2 separate regions of the Sus scrofa genome follow, and region 1 is linked to region 2. A link is a contact called in public promoter capture Hi-C data. All regions are on one chromosome and are shown on one strand. Each heading gives the region's core, a stretch centred on a gene start, on an enhancer-like site or on the middle of the called end of the contact. The rest is flanking DNA. Distances are from core to core; before and after follow the strand shown. Region 1 holds the start of LRPPRC (leucine-rich PPR motif-containing protein, mitochondrial). Region 2 holds the start of PREPL (prolyl endopeptidase-like).

What was found. Promoter capture Hi-C pulls out the DNA fragments that hold promoters and counts their contacts.
Region 1: a promoter capture Hi-C map of fetal liver shows a contact between it and region 2, with 4 times the contacts expected there. The contact joins the promoter of LRPPRC here to the promoter of PREPL in region 2. A contact is called at or near these places in 2 of 5 promoter capture datasets (fetal liver and liver), 1 of 47 Hi-C or Micro-C datasets (liver) and 2 of 2 datasets of contacts at active chromatin or transcription factors (alveolar macrophages and skeletal muscle).

The regions. Positions count from the first base shown.
Region 1 is chr3:96,472,341-96,479,054 of Sscrofa11.1, forward strand. It overlaps LRPPRC (leucine-rich PPR motif-containing protein, mitochondrial), which reads left to right and starts at 2,170. Exons shown (of 38, transcript XM_003125183.6): 1 at 2,170-2,374. The coding sequence starts at 2,226.
Region 2 is chr3:96,090,940-96,097,345 of Sscrofa11.1, forward strand. It overlaps PREPL (prolyl endopeptidase-like), which reads left to right and starts at 1,375. Exons shown (of 14, transcript XM_005655233.3): 1 at 1,375-1,564. It overlaps CAMKMT (calmodulin-lysine N-methyltransferase), which reads right to left and starts at 1,089. Exons shown (of 10, transcript XM_021088302.1): 1 at 803-1,089. The coding sequence starts at 940.

The sequences.
Region 1 (6,714 bases), core at 920-3,419, 380 kb after region 2:
GCTTAATATTCCAGAAGGTCACTTTGGGTTTCCTTTTAAACCTGCTTCTCCCCTTCCCTTCTTAATCAGTGCTATTTCCATCTTTCTAATTGCTCAGGCCAAACATTTTGGAGTCATTTTTTTACTTACACCCCAGAGACAATCCATCAGTAAATCCTCTTGGTTCTACTGTTTAAATAAAGTGAGAATCTGACCCTTTCTCCTTATCTTACCTGCTACCTCCCTCATCCAAGCCACTACCATCTCTACTCTGCTTATTGCAAGAGCCTCCTTACTAGTCTTCCTACTTTTACTTACCCTTATTCCCTTAAAATTACCTTTTAAACCAGTAGCCAGAGTGATCCTTTATTATTATTATTATTATTATTATTGTCTTTTTTAGGGCCACACCTGAGGCATATAGAAGTTCCCAGGCTAGGGGTCAAATCATAGCTGTAGCTGCCAGGCTACACAATGCCAGATCCGAGCTGAGTCTGCGACCTACACCACAGCTCATGGCAATGCTGGATCCTTAACCCACTGAGCCAGGTAGGGGATCGAACCTGCCTTCTCATGGATCCCAGTCGGGTTCGGTTCTGCTGAGCCACAACAGGAACTCCCAGAGTGATCCTTTAAAAATGCAAATGGATTCATGTCACAGCAACACACTAAACTTACAATGGTTTCCCATCTCATTCTGAGTAAAAATCAAAGTCCTCACAGCCACCTCTAACACCCTGCCTTTCGGATCTCCAACTGCCTTTCAGATCTCCAAGCCCATCTTCCCTCTCTTCTTTCCTCTCATACAGTCCTCATTGTCTTTTGAAGAGACTAGACATGCTACCCTCAATCCCACCCTTATTTATTTTACATCACAGTTCTTATGTCTTTGCAAATTAGACTTTCGAGCATTAATCAAAGTCCAGACTTTGTTTTGTTGTCCGCCGTATCCACATCTCAAATAATGCCTGGCACTAATTATGTGTTCGCTAAGTTTCTGCTGAATGGCTGAATAAACTATATCCTAACGCCTCGTCGTATATATAACCCAGAGTAAATCATTTAACCTTTTTTGGAACTCATCTTTCTCCTCCCTCAAAGGAGAAATGAGCTAGATAATTCCCAAACACATGTATTCAGAAATTATTTAATACAGCCTACTGTGCGCTTGGGATGCTTGAGACTGGGCAGGGGCTTTGGCTACAAGTTTGTTTTCAAGGAGCTCTGTGTCCAGTGGGATAAATAGCCAAATAGGAAACAACACTAGAGGGCTTCTGGAAAAAAAACTTCCACCTGGAAACTCTTAAGATTACAGCTGAGTGAAGAGGGCGTCGGCGAGCTGGCTACACTTGAAGCTGTTCTCGGCTTTCCACGTGTGCACAGGATACACTTCCCTCACCATAAGGCAGGGGGCCACCTGTCTTATTCCCAGATTTGGCTCCGGACTCTTAAACATGCCTTTATCTTATGTCCCATGCCGGTGCATTTACTGAAGGAAGGGGCGGGGCGGGAGTTGGGGCATATCATGCATTCACTTCCAGCTTTAAAACTAACGCCCTGCCTTCGAATCTATCCATTTCATAAAGCGAGGCACTGCTTATTGACTTAGGGTTGGATAACTGTACTCCTTTACACTGTCCCCAGGCCCCAAGCATACAAATCACAGCACATTTTAACCCTGGAGGCCCCTAGCACAGTGCAAGGGTCGTTAACTTTTTTCCTGTCCCACACTTTTGAGAGTATAAAACGTTCCTTTCTGGAGGCGCGACAACTTGGGCACCAAGCCGCAACTGCAGAACTTCAGCGGGAACACCCACATGCCGCAGAGAACTGTCGCACACTCCGGGACCTTCACAGTCCGCGCTTCTCCAGCGTTCCCGGCTATTCTCGCTAGTTGGGCCCCCGCAAGCCTTTGCGCCAATCTGGGAGGAGTCGACCTCATCCGACTCTACCAACTGAAAAGTGAAGGGGTGGAAGGACTGAACACGCTGTCATGAAGAAAGAGAACGTAAAAAGACGCTCTCTAAAATGATAAACCAAGATATTTCATTCTATCAACATCTTACAGGGCTTAAAAATCCTCGGAGAAACGTGTATCTTCATTTTTCAAGTTATAACAACACGTGCCTCCCCCCTTATCTGGAACTTCCGCCTTTTGGTTTCTCCCACGCCGGGCGACCCCGCGGTCACGTGCTCCTCCTGTCCTTCTCGCCGAGCGTGCTTCCTGCTGTAGGGACAGCCGAGCCATGGCAGCCCTGCTGAGACCCGCTCGCTGGCTCCTCCGTGCCAGGGCGGCCAAGAGCCTTCCGCTATCCCTGCGACTCCTCGCGGGTGGCCCGGGCCGGCCGCACGCCGCCTTCTGTCTGCCCACCGGTCGCGCCCGGCCTGTCGCCGGGTGAGTGTTCGGCTGCTTACCCCGGCCTCCTGGCAGTGCGGCCATCCTCCGGGGTCGTGGATGCGGGCGGGGGCCGGGTCTCACCTGTGCTTTCTCCAGGCTCTCCTTGGCGCTTCAGGGCCAGGCGTCCCCGGGCCTCGGACCACGCTCCCCACCCGGGGAGTTTCGGGTGACAGGGACGGTCGCCTTCAGAAGGTCACAGCTAGAGGCATGGCTTGCTTCCGGCATGGATCCTGCCCTCGCCGCCTCGGACTCGGTCTTCCTGTCCTAGGGTTACCAACGGCCTAGGAAACGCGGGCTTTGAAGGCTGCTGTCAGGGGTTAGGTTTACTTCTTCCCTTGTGATTGACCCGCTGGGGTGTTGTCCCACGTGCAAGTCTTATTGGTGTTTTCTAACCAGCTAGGACTTAGATTTCAAAAGCTCGGGATAACGTAGCGGTGAACGTTTAATTATGGTCAGTTTGGGCTCTTGACTGCGTTTTTTTGGTGGAGTTTACCTCAGTATTTACGACGATGTGCTGTGGGCTAAGAATTGACACAGTAGGCTTTGAAAGTGTTAAAGAATGGATAAGTGAACACATTTCAGGCACTCTGTGGGAACCGGCGGTGCAAAGGCAAGTTACATTCTCCGTGGGGGTCAAATATGTGGCTAAATGCCTGTTTGGGTTGTGGGTTATCAGGAGATGTGTTTGGTGTAGACTTTGCAAGGGAGAGGATAAGGGGGTTTGATGAAAGTGTTGAGTAGGATTCTGATTACTTGAGAAGAGTAGATGGGCACCAAGGTTTTAGAAGTGGAGAAAAACTGATTTTGGAAAGACTCGTGTTTATATGTAAAGATACTTTGAGAGACAGCACAAAGATTAAGAGTTAAGGATCTGGAATTGGCCACGGGGAGGACTTTAGGCGTCTCTGTTCATTTGCATTATGCCATCAGATAAGTTACTTAACATCTCCAGGCGTCACTTTCCTCGGTTCTAAGAAGGGAGTAGTAATAGTGCTGGTGGTATTGCATGAGATTATCTATAAAAAATATAGGACCTGATACCTAGTTAATGCTTTCTTAATTACTATCATAGTAACAGTAATAGCTGTGATTGCGTGGATTTTTGTGAACCAGGCTGGAAGCCAACTATATGTATAAAGTTATATGAGGAAATGTTTTATGACTTCTTAACAACTTAGTTATACATTTTTGGAATATAGCCTACTTATAACTTGGAGCCTACCTAGATTTACTTGCTCATTAGGCCTGAACAGCTAATCCTTAGAAGTCATGCCTCTGCTTTCAAAGAGTTTCTTTTGAGAAAGTTATGCCATATTTTTCAGTCCTTCATGTGTTTGTTAGGCCAAGGAGGGTCGATGTTACAGTTCATCTCTACAGTTGCATTTGAGGAAAACAGTAAAGGTAGCCCAGTCTAGTAGAAAGGGTAGTGGTCTGGGTCCTCATCAGACCTGGGCTCCATTTACTCGCTGCATAATGTTACCTAAGCTTTTTTGTTTTTGTTTTTTGTCTTTTTAGGGCCGAACCTGCAGCATATGGAGGTTCCCAGACTAGGGGTCTAATTGGAGCTGTAGCTGCCGGCCTACACCACAGCCACAGCAATGCCAGATCTGAGCAGCATCTTCGACCTACACCACAGCTCATAGCAATGCTGGATCCTTAACCCACTGAGCAAGGCCAGGGATCAAACCCGAAACCTCATGGTTCCTAGTCATATTTGTTTCCACTGCGCCACCACAGGAACTCCACCTAAGCTTTTTGATCCTCAGTTTGTTGCTGTAAAATAGAGGTCACAAGCCTTTCCCCTCTTTATAAAGCTCATCTGTTGTCACTCAGGACTCATCTTAAAAGCTGTCTCTTCAGAAAGGTCTTAACCTTAACAATCTAAAAAACAACCCTATTTCAGTTTTATCATGGCATGTCTCACTTGTCTGATTGATTGATTGATTGATTGATTTGATTTGATTTTGGCTGCACATGTGGCATATGGAAGTTCCTGAGCTAAGGATCAAATCTGAGCCACAGCTCTAGCAACACTGGATCCTTAACATGCTGAGCCACAGGAGAAACTCCTATCTGATATTATTTATCTGCTTGCTCTTTGTTTCCTTAGTAGAAAGTGAGTTGCATGTGGGCAAAACTTTGTCTTGTTCACCACTGTATGCTCAGCTCATAGTAAGCAATAATAAAGTATTTCCTTTTTTCTCCTGGATTCTGAACCCTTTCTAAACAGTTTCCTATCCACAGCCTGTAAGCATGCCCACATCTTTCCCACCTGAAAAACAAAACGTTTCCCCAAACTGGGCTCAAGATGCTTCCTAGTCTCTCCTCCCTGTCTGTACTCCTGTCTTCTTCATTTCCTCACTTAACATTCACTCTTCCAACCCATTGCAGTCACGCCACTGGGAAAAGCTATCATTGTCTTATTTATTACTTTTTGTTGTTATTGTTTCTTTCTTGGCCACCCTGTGGCATAAGGAGTTCCCAGGCCAGGTCAGATCAGAGCTGCAGTTGTGACCTTCCCTTTGGGTGACCTCTTCCATTTTCAGAGTATCCGCCCATGCCTATCTATTTGATGATGGCAATATTTCTCCTCCTAGTTATAGACTGTCTACTGGACACTTCCACTGGTTGAACTCTAAACCCATCACCTCTCAAACTGGATTCATCACTTTGCTGTACACCAGAAACTAATGCAACATTGTAAATCAACTATACTTCAATTTAAAAATTAAAAAAAAGGAAAATATCAAACCGAATTTGTCTTTCCCCCCAAATCTGTTCCTCATATGTTTCCTATTACAGTGGATGTTGCAATTTCTGCCTGCTTCCTAGAGATTTCTCACCTCCTTGTCCCCACCCTGCCCCTATGTATTGATTGCACAAATGGTTAAGTTCTCTTAGATCTGTTTCATCTGGAATAATTCCCCTCTTTCTCCAACCCTCACATTATTCCATTGTTTCCCCTATAATTTGATCACATCTTTTTCCCACTTAAAATCAGACACTGGTGGCTTGCAGCCTCTTTTTTTTTTAGGGCCACACTCATGGCATATGGAGGTTCCCAGACTAGAGGGCTAATTGGAGCTACGGCTGCCAGCCTGTGCCACAGCCATGCAGGATCTGAGCCACATCTGCAGCCTACCACCACAGCTCATGGCAATGCTGGATCCTTAACCCACTGAGTGAGGCCGGGGATGGAACCCACATCCTCATGGTTCCTAGACGGATTTGTTTCCGCTGCTCCACAACAGGAACTCCTGCAACCTCACTTCTTGAGTTCATTCCCATGGTATCCTCTATCCTAGCCATACCAAACTACTACTTTGAAGTCCTCTACATCAGGGCTTCTGAAACTGTCATGAGCATATGGATTCCCTGGCGCTCTTGTGGAAATGCGGGTTCTGATTTTGTAGGTATAGGCAGGGGCTTGAGAGTCTGCATTTTTAACACACCTGCAGATGATAAAGGTGCTGCTGGTCTGTGAGCCAGCAAGGCTTTGATGGGCCATGGTGCACATCTTTTTTGCCTTTGACTGTGACCTTCACTCTTGGGATGTGTCTCCTCTTCTCTGTTAAATCTCTCTCCCATTGGACCACTCCCTTCTTGAGTTTTCTCTCAGATCCTGAATCACTAAAGCACCTGTTAACACAGCTGCTTGTGTACCCACCAGCCCTCCAGACTGGTATTAAGTTCCTTGAAGGCAGGGATTTTGTCTTACTCTTTTTGCCTCCCCTGTTGTCTAACTTTGTGGCGCTTAGTAGATGTCAAATGTCTGTTCGTGAATCAGTGAAGATCTTAGAGACTGATGAAGGAATATGTGTGAGATGCAAAGGAGTTTGAAGGCGTACTTATCCCATTGTGCAGTGAATCCCTACAGATCCACTATGATCTTGATTTCCAGGAATGTCTGAGAGGGACGGATGAGTATTATTGAGTGATAGAATTTGTTAGTCAGTACTTAGGGGCTTCAGAGAAAAGGTAAGCTTTGAGCTGAATCAGTTTGGCAGTGGATCTAGATTGATGATTGTCTTAAAGTGAAGATCACATGATGCCCTATGACAGAATGCTGTGACTTCTAAAGTTGAAACAAAACTTTTCTTTGTTTACCTTTCATTAAAAAAAAAAAAACAAAAAACTTTCTTGGAGTTCCCTTCGTGGCTCAGTGGTTAACATATCCGACTAGGAACCATGAGGCTGCGGGTTTGATCCCTGGACTTGCTCCGTGGGTTAAGGATTCAACGTTGCCATGAGCTGTGGTGTGGGTTGCAGACGCGGCTCAGATCCTGCGTTGCTGTGGCTCTGGAGTAGGCCGGTGGCTACAGCTCCGATTCAACCCC
Region 2 (6,406 bases), core at 125-2,624:
GGCAGAAGCATAACACTGGGATAAACAGATTTCACTTCAAGCAGTTTGAACAGGGCGTCAGTGACGTCATATTAGAAAATTTTCAAACCTGTACACGGCTGAAGTTACCGGTAACAGAGGCAACTCTGAAGTGCTAGATGATAACCGTCATCAAACAAATCAACACACTCGAACTACTCCACCTTAGCGAGAATCTCGCTGATCATTTCAAACTACGCGTAACTTGATGGAGGAAAAAAAAAAAAAAAAAAAAAAAAAAGGAGGGGGGCGGGCAGTTCTTCCAACTCCCTTCACTCTCCGCTCCACGGAAGGAACCGAAGCAACACGTGCAATATCACAGTCCCAACACAGTCAGCCACGCTGATCACCAAGAGGGGCGATTCTGGGCTAGAATCAGGCTGGGAGTTAAGAAGCAAGGAGAAGAAACCTGGAGAAGAAAGTTAAAACAGAAGCAGGAAAGGAGAGCAGTGTGGGATCGAGAACTGCGGTCCTATCAATCCTACTGGCGAACAAGGAGAAACATCCCTCGGATGCAGACTAAGATCTAGAAATGGATCTTCTACTTCGATATGAGTTTTCCAGGACTCAGTCCTGACTGGACCCTCCCCGCCCAAAGCCACCTGATGCCTCCCTTTGGAAGGGACGCCTAGGTGAACCAAAGGGACGCTTTTCAGGTGGTTCCAGGAAAAATTGTTAGGGAACTCCCGGAGCTGCTAAGTAGAGAGTAGCTGCGGGTCGCTTGCAGGGTATCTGCGAGGGGAGTGGCCAGAGGCAAAGGTGAATCTTGAGGGCTGTCTCTTACCTGCCGCAGGAGCTTCCACCGGGCTGCAGCCAAAGGTGCCGCGACTACGGGTCCCCGAGCGGCGCTACCCCTTGCCGGATTCTCGTTCTTGGCGCTCTCAACCTGGCCGGCCTCGGCGTCTGTGACTCGAGGCTCCATCCCGCTGGAGCCGCCTTTATCCGAGAAGCCGCAGCCACAGCTCTCCCCTGCCAGGACCTCGCTACTTTTTCTCTATCAGGACCTGTGACGCTAGGCCTCCCTCCCACTGCCCAAGCAAGAGCGCCCTCCCCAAATCCTGCATTTCCGGCAGTCACGTCTCCTTAGCAACCAGGGCAGCGCGGCTCGCGTCACTGCACCATTTTGCTGGTAGCCATCTTTAGTGAGGGCAGACTGGAGCGTGAGGGACCTGTGACAGACTTGATAGGACACTACCCCTCTTTGTTATCCTCTCCCCTGTTTCATCTAGAGGTCTGAGGACTATCAAAGAACCAAAAGGCTTATATCTTTGAGGGCTTAAGAACCCAGGAGGAGAAAAATTCATCATTGACCACAGTAAAGATGGCGGAACCTGCTCAGCGCTCGTGCTAGATGGGACTTACGTAGACGGCGTGCTGCAAACCAGCTCCCGGCGCCTCTGGGTAGGTTGTTCCGCTAGCTGCAGAACGCAGATTTCGGCTGGACACGACGGTGCTTGGAGCTGTGCTGCTTTTCTGAGAGCTTCGGGTTCTCCGACCTGGCTTTCACTCGTTTCTGTGTCTAGAGCAAGACCGACTTTAAATTTGCGTACGTATTGGGAGGGAGGTGTAGGCTGAGGGTCTTTTCCCTTCATCCCTTCTGCCCCCCACCAGCCTTTCCAAGGCTCTTGGTCCTAGCTTTTTGATTGATGTCCCTTCACTGCGTGGCATGTGGTACCACTCCCTTTCGCACTCAGAACCCCTCATCTCTCACCTCATTTCATTTCTGGGGTGGAGAGTTGCATAGGGAAAACAAATAGGTTCTCCCAGGAACACCCATTCATCTACCCCACCCCCATCCCTAACCCTGCAGGTGAAAGATGGGTGGATTGATGCTGCGGCACGGATGTAGTGATTTAGGGCCTATTTTATTTTATTTGCTTATTTTTGTTAGTGTTGTTCCTGTTCCCCTATTGTAACTCTCCCTTCTGAGTCTCTTAATTTGCTGCGACATAGAAAAAGATTAAGAGGACCAGGGGCGTCTTAAAGGATCCGAGCTGTGCTAAAACTGACGCAGTATTGTACCTCTGATACCGAGGGTCATTTTGTGGAAGAATTCCATGATGACATTCAACAGTGTGCAACGTACATAGGTTTTTTTTTTTTCCAATCCTAAAAATAGTAGCCAAAAATAAAATAAAAATAGTTTATCGAGTGGTAGCTACGTGCCAGGTATTGTATTAAGATCTTAACTTTAAATTGTCTCATTTTATCCTTAGAACAAGTACTCCGTAGAGTAAATGGGTCATTATCTGATTTGCAGATGAAGAAACTAGGCACAGGTGGTAAGTGTAGAAGTGAAGCCCTGAACCCAGGTTTCTCTGACTTAAGTACTCACTAGCCTTACTTTGTTAGGTTAATAAGAACCAGCTTCCTAGAAGAAAACAGAGATGGTGGCAAATTTCATTTGTGAATCCTGAAGTTGTTGTTGTTGTTGTTTAATTAAAGAATTAAACACCTTTTTAATATTAAAATTGTTATGACCAGATAGACTTACTACTTACAGCCCAGGTAACTTGAAGCAGTTACTTAAACCTCCTTGAGCCACAGTTTGCTCACCTGTAAAATCAACACTGTTATAGCTATTCTGTTAGGGTTCTATGACGTTTAAATTGGACAAAGTATATAAACACATCTGGCACGTAGCAAATACTCAGTAAATACTAACACCTTCTCCTCTACCTTTTTAAGTAATTATGCTTTTCTGGTTTATTCTCCATATACATACCAAAGATAAGTTCTGAGTTATGTAAAATCAAAGCTAATTTGCCTTTTAAAACCCTCAGAATTACTGAGATGCCTCTATTAAGTCTGTGTACTTGTTTGCAAGTTTTTATTTTGTTTTTTTTGTTTTGTTTTCTGCCTTTTTTTTTTTTTTTTTTTTTTTTTTTTTTTAGTTTGTCCATGTGTGTACCAGAATCAGTGCTGCATAGTTTGAGCCTGATAGGATCGACTTTACAAATAAGACCTCTAAGTCACATCTGCCAAGAAGTATGATTGGAATGAAACTTTAACTTACATGAGTTTTCAGATATTTTTAACCAGAGTTATCAGCTGTCTGTAGTTATTCCTAACCTGAGGGGTTCATGACCCCAGTGGCAGAGGAAAAGAACTACAGATCTTAGATACTCTGAGAACCCACTACTGGGTAAGCATTCCTAGGAAATCATTCATGTGCTGGCAGTCCCAAAGGGAGCATAAACCAAGGACTTTGATATCATGCGGCAGAAGAGCAAATTATTTTTCCAAGCTTTGAAATATAGTATTCCTCACCTTGGGAAATGCATGCAGAAACAGCACTTGAATCACTGTAACTTCGCTGATCATTATTACAATAAAATAAAATTGAAAAAATATCACCTAACCAAGTGTCTGCAGAATAAACCCAGGATATCAGAGTTAGCAAGAAACATCCCAAGTCGGAGCTTCTCATGTAAGGTATGGACTGTTTAAGTTATCCTATTTGTCAGCCATTAAGATTAATTTTAGTTTAAAAATAATGAATCGGATATCAGTTACTAATTTTCTCAGTAGTTCTTGTTTGATTTTTTAAGTGTTAGGCTCAATTGCCTGTAATCATATGTAAGTATAAAAGAATATATGTAATACGTGTTTATAGAGCTCTAAGGTAACAAATATAAATAGATTTATCGAAAATGATTCACCTTAGGAATTCTTTTATTTTTCCTTCTTTTTAGGGCCACTCCCTTGGCACATGGAAGTTTCCAGGCTAGGGGTTGAATTGGACCTGTAGCTGCCGGCCTACACCACAGCCCCAGCAATGCTGGATCCTTAACCCACTGAGTGAGGCCAGGGATCAAACCCCAGCCCTCCTGGATGCTAGTCTGATTTTGTCACGGCTGAGCCATGATGGGAACTCTAGGAATTCTTTATTGTGCCTAGCAGTGCAATTCAAAGTATAATTCACCATTCTAAAATTCCTAGACTATCATAATAGCTCTTAGTAAAATCTAATAATATGCTGATTGTTTTATGAATCCCAAATTAGTAAACTTCAGTAAAGACCATGTAATTGTGATACTTCTCTTTAAAAAAAAAGATTTGCATTTTTGACCACTTGTGTCCTTTAGGAAGATGCTTTCAGACCATTGTACACTGGCCATATCCCAGGCTGTGAGCATGACCTCAACCTTGAGGACCTAGTGCCCTTATATGTAGAATGACCATGTATTCTAGGTTGCCTCAGACAGTCTCAGTTCACACCTGTTGTCCCTGTGTAATGTGTAATTATTAATAGTGTCCTATTTCCTCTCAGAAGTGTCTTGATTAGGATGGTAAATTACATGCTCATCCTAATTATTTGGGATTAAATTGTTTATGATGCTGCCTCTTTGATGCACCTCCTCTACCCTTATATTTGCTATGTTTCTTACATTCCTTAAATTGGATGTGGGAGTGATAGTCTTGCAATATTTTAGCATATGTTTTTATTATAATATTTTAATTTGTGGTTTTAATTGTTCCACACAATATTTTTACTTCATTTTGACTTTATTTTTATTATCGTATAATAATAATATATATAACAAAATTTGACATTTTAACTTTTTCGAAGATTAGTTTTTTATGAATGTATGGTTGATTTACACTGTGCCAATTTCTGCTGATTTTTAACCATTTTTAAATGTGTAATTCAGTGGCATTAATTACATTCACAGTATTGTACAGCTGTCACCACTATTTTCCCTGTCATCACCTGACCAAAAAAAAAAAAAAAAACACCCATCCATTAAGCAAGAACTTCCCACTCCTGCCTTTCCAGAGCTCTTGGAAACCTTTAATCTACTTTCTATCTATGAATATGAATTCATTGTCTCTCTGAATTTGCCTATTCTAGATAATTCATATAGGTTGAATTATATGATATTTATCCTTTTGGGTCTGCCTTATTTCCCTTAGCATAGTGATTTCAAGATTCATCCATATTGTAGCATATATTGGAAATTTGGAGACTTTTCCTTGCTGAATACTATTCCATTGTGTGTATATACTGCATTTTATTTCTCTAGTCATCTGTTGATAGACACTTGAGCAGCTGCTTGTGTTTCTAAAAATGATTTTTTTCAATCATATTTTTCTCAATTCTTTTTTTTTTATTATTATTTAAATGTTTCTCTTTCCTTAGCTCATACATATTTGTTGTGGGAGCTTGGGGGCAGCTGGTGGTTTGATTTTAATTTTTTGTCTGTTAGTCCTAGACTTTTACTCTTTACATTTTAGTCTTTCAAATTATTTTTCTTGTTTTAGCATCTTAGCTTCGTCTAGCACTTTCTTTTCTCAGACATTTTTTTATGTCTCCATTTTATTTCCTTTTTGCCTTTTGTGTATGTGTGTATTTGCACACATGTCCTACTTTAGAAAGAAAAAATTTTTAAATTTACATTCAGATACGTTTTAGACCTTTAGATCTTTTTACTTTGCATTGTGTTTAGAACATTTTTTCATCTTATACTTTCATCTTAAGTCTTAGTTTATAAATAGTAGGCAGGAATTAGCATCAAGTGACAGCTGTGAGATTAGCTCACATCCTGTGCAGGAGGTTGACTATTTTTTCCTTCCATTTGTCCCTACTCTTCAGTTCCCTTTCAAAGATTCTTATCACCTAGAAACTTTAACTTGATTCTGTCACTCCTAGAAATGGAGCTCTTTTAATAACTCTCACTTGATAAAGTGGTCCTGCTTTCACATGTCATGTATCAGCCATTCCTTCTGTGAGAAATGATAGGATCTAAAAACTGGTCTATGTCCTTTGCGTTCACTGGGACCTGACGAAATGGTGAAGAGACCTGTAGACAGGAATGCACATTTAAGTAAGCATCCCCTCAGTTCAACTTTGTCTACTCTTACGGGAACAATAAAGTAGAAAAACGCAATGCCTTTAGACAAATTGAAATGTACTTGCTTAAAAACCTATTTAGATAACCAAGAGTAAGAGGGGACAGCCTGTGAAATAGAAATGCCAGAAAGCAAGAGATCTAGCCATAACTGGTGTGTCTGTGAATCATTCAGGACTCTAATCTTTTTGACTGGAGAGGATGAGGGGAGGTTTTTAACCTAGTGTTCTCTAAAGGTCCTCCGAGTGCTAACATTTCATTATTTTCTCTTTCTTCCTTGTTACCTTACCAACAAATTATCTATATGTTTGGGACTCTCTAGTACCAACTTCTGCAACCTGGCTGTGTATCAGAGCTTTTTAGAAACACAGATTCCTGGTCTCACCCCACATCTTCTGGATCAGAATCTCTAATGGCTGAGGCTTAGGGATCTGTTTTTTGTTTTGTTTGAAGTTCCTCAGCTGATTCAGAAATTTCCCATCCTGCCAGTGACAGTGGTCCTTCATTTAGGGACTAGACACAGTTGATGATCAAAT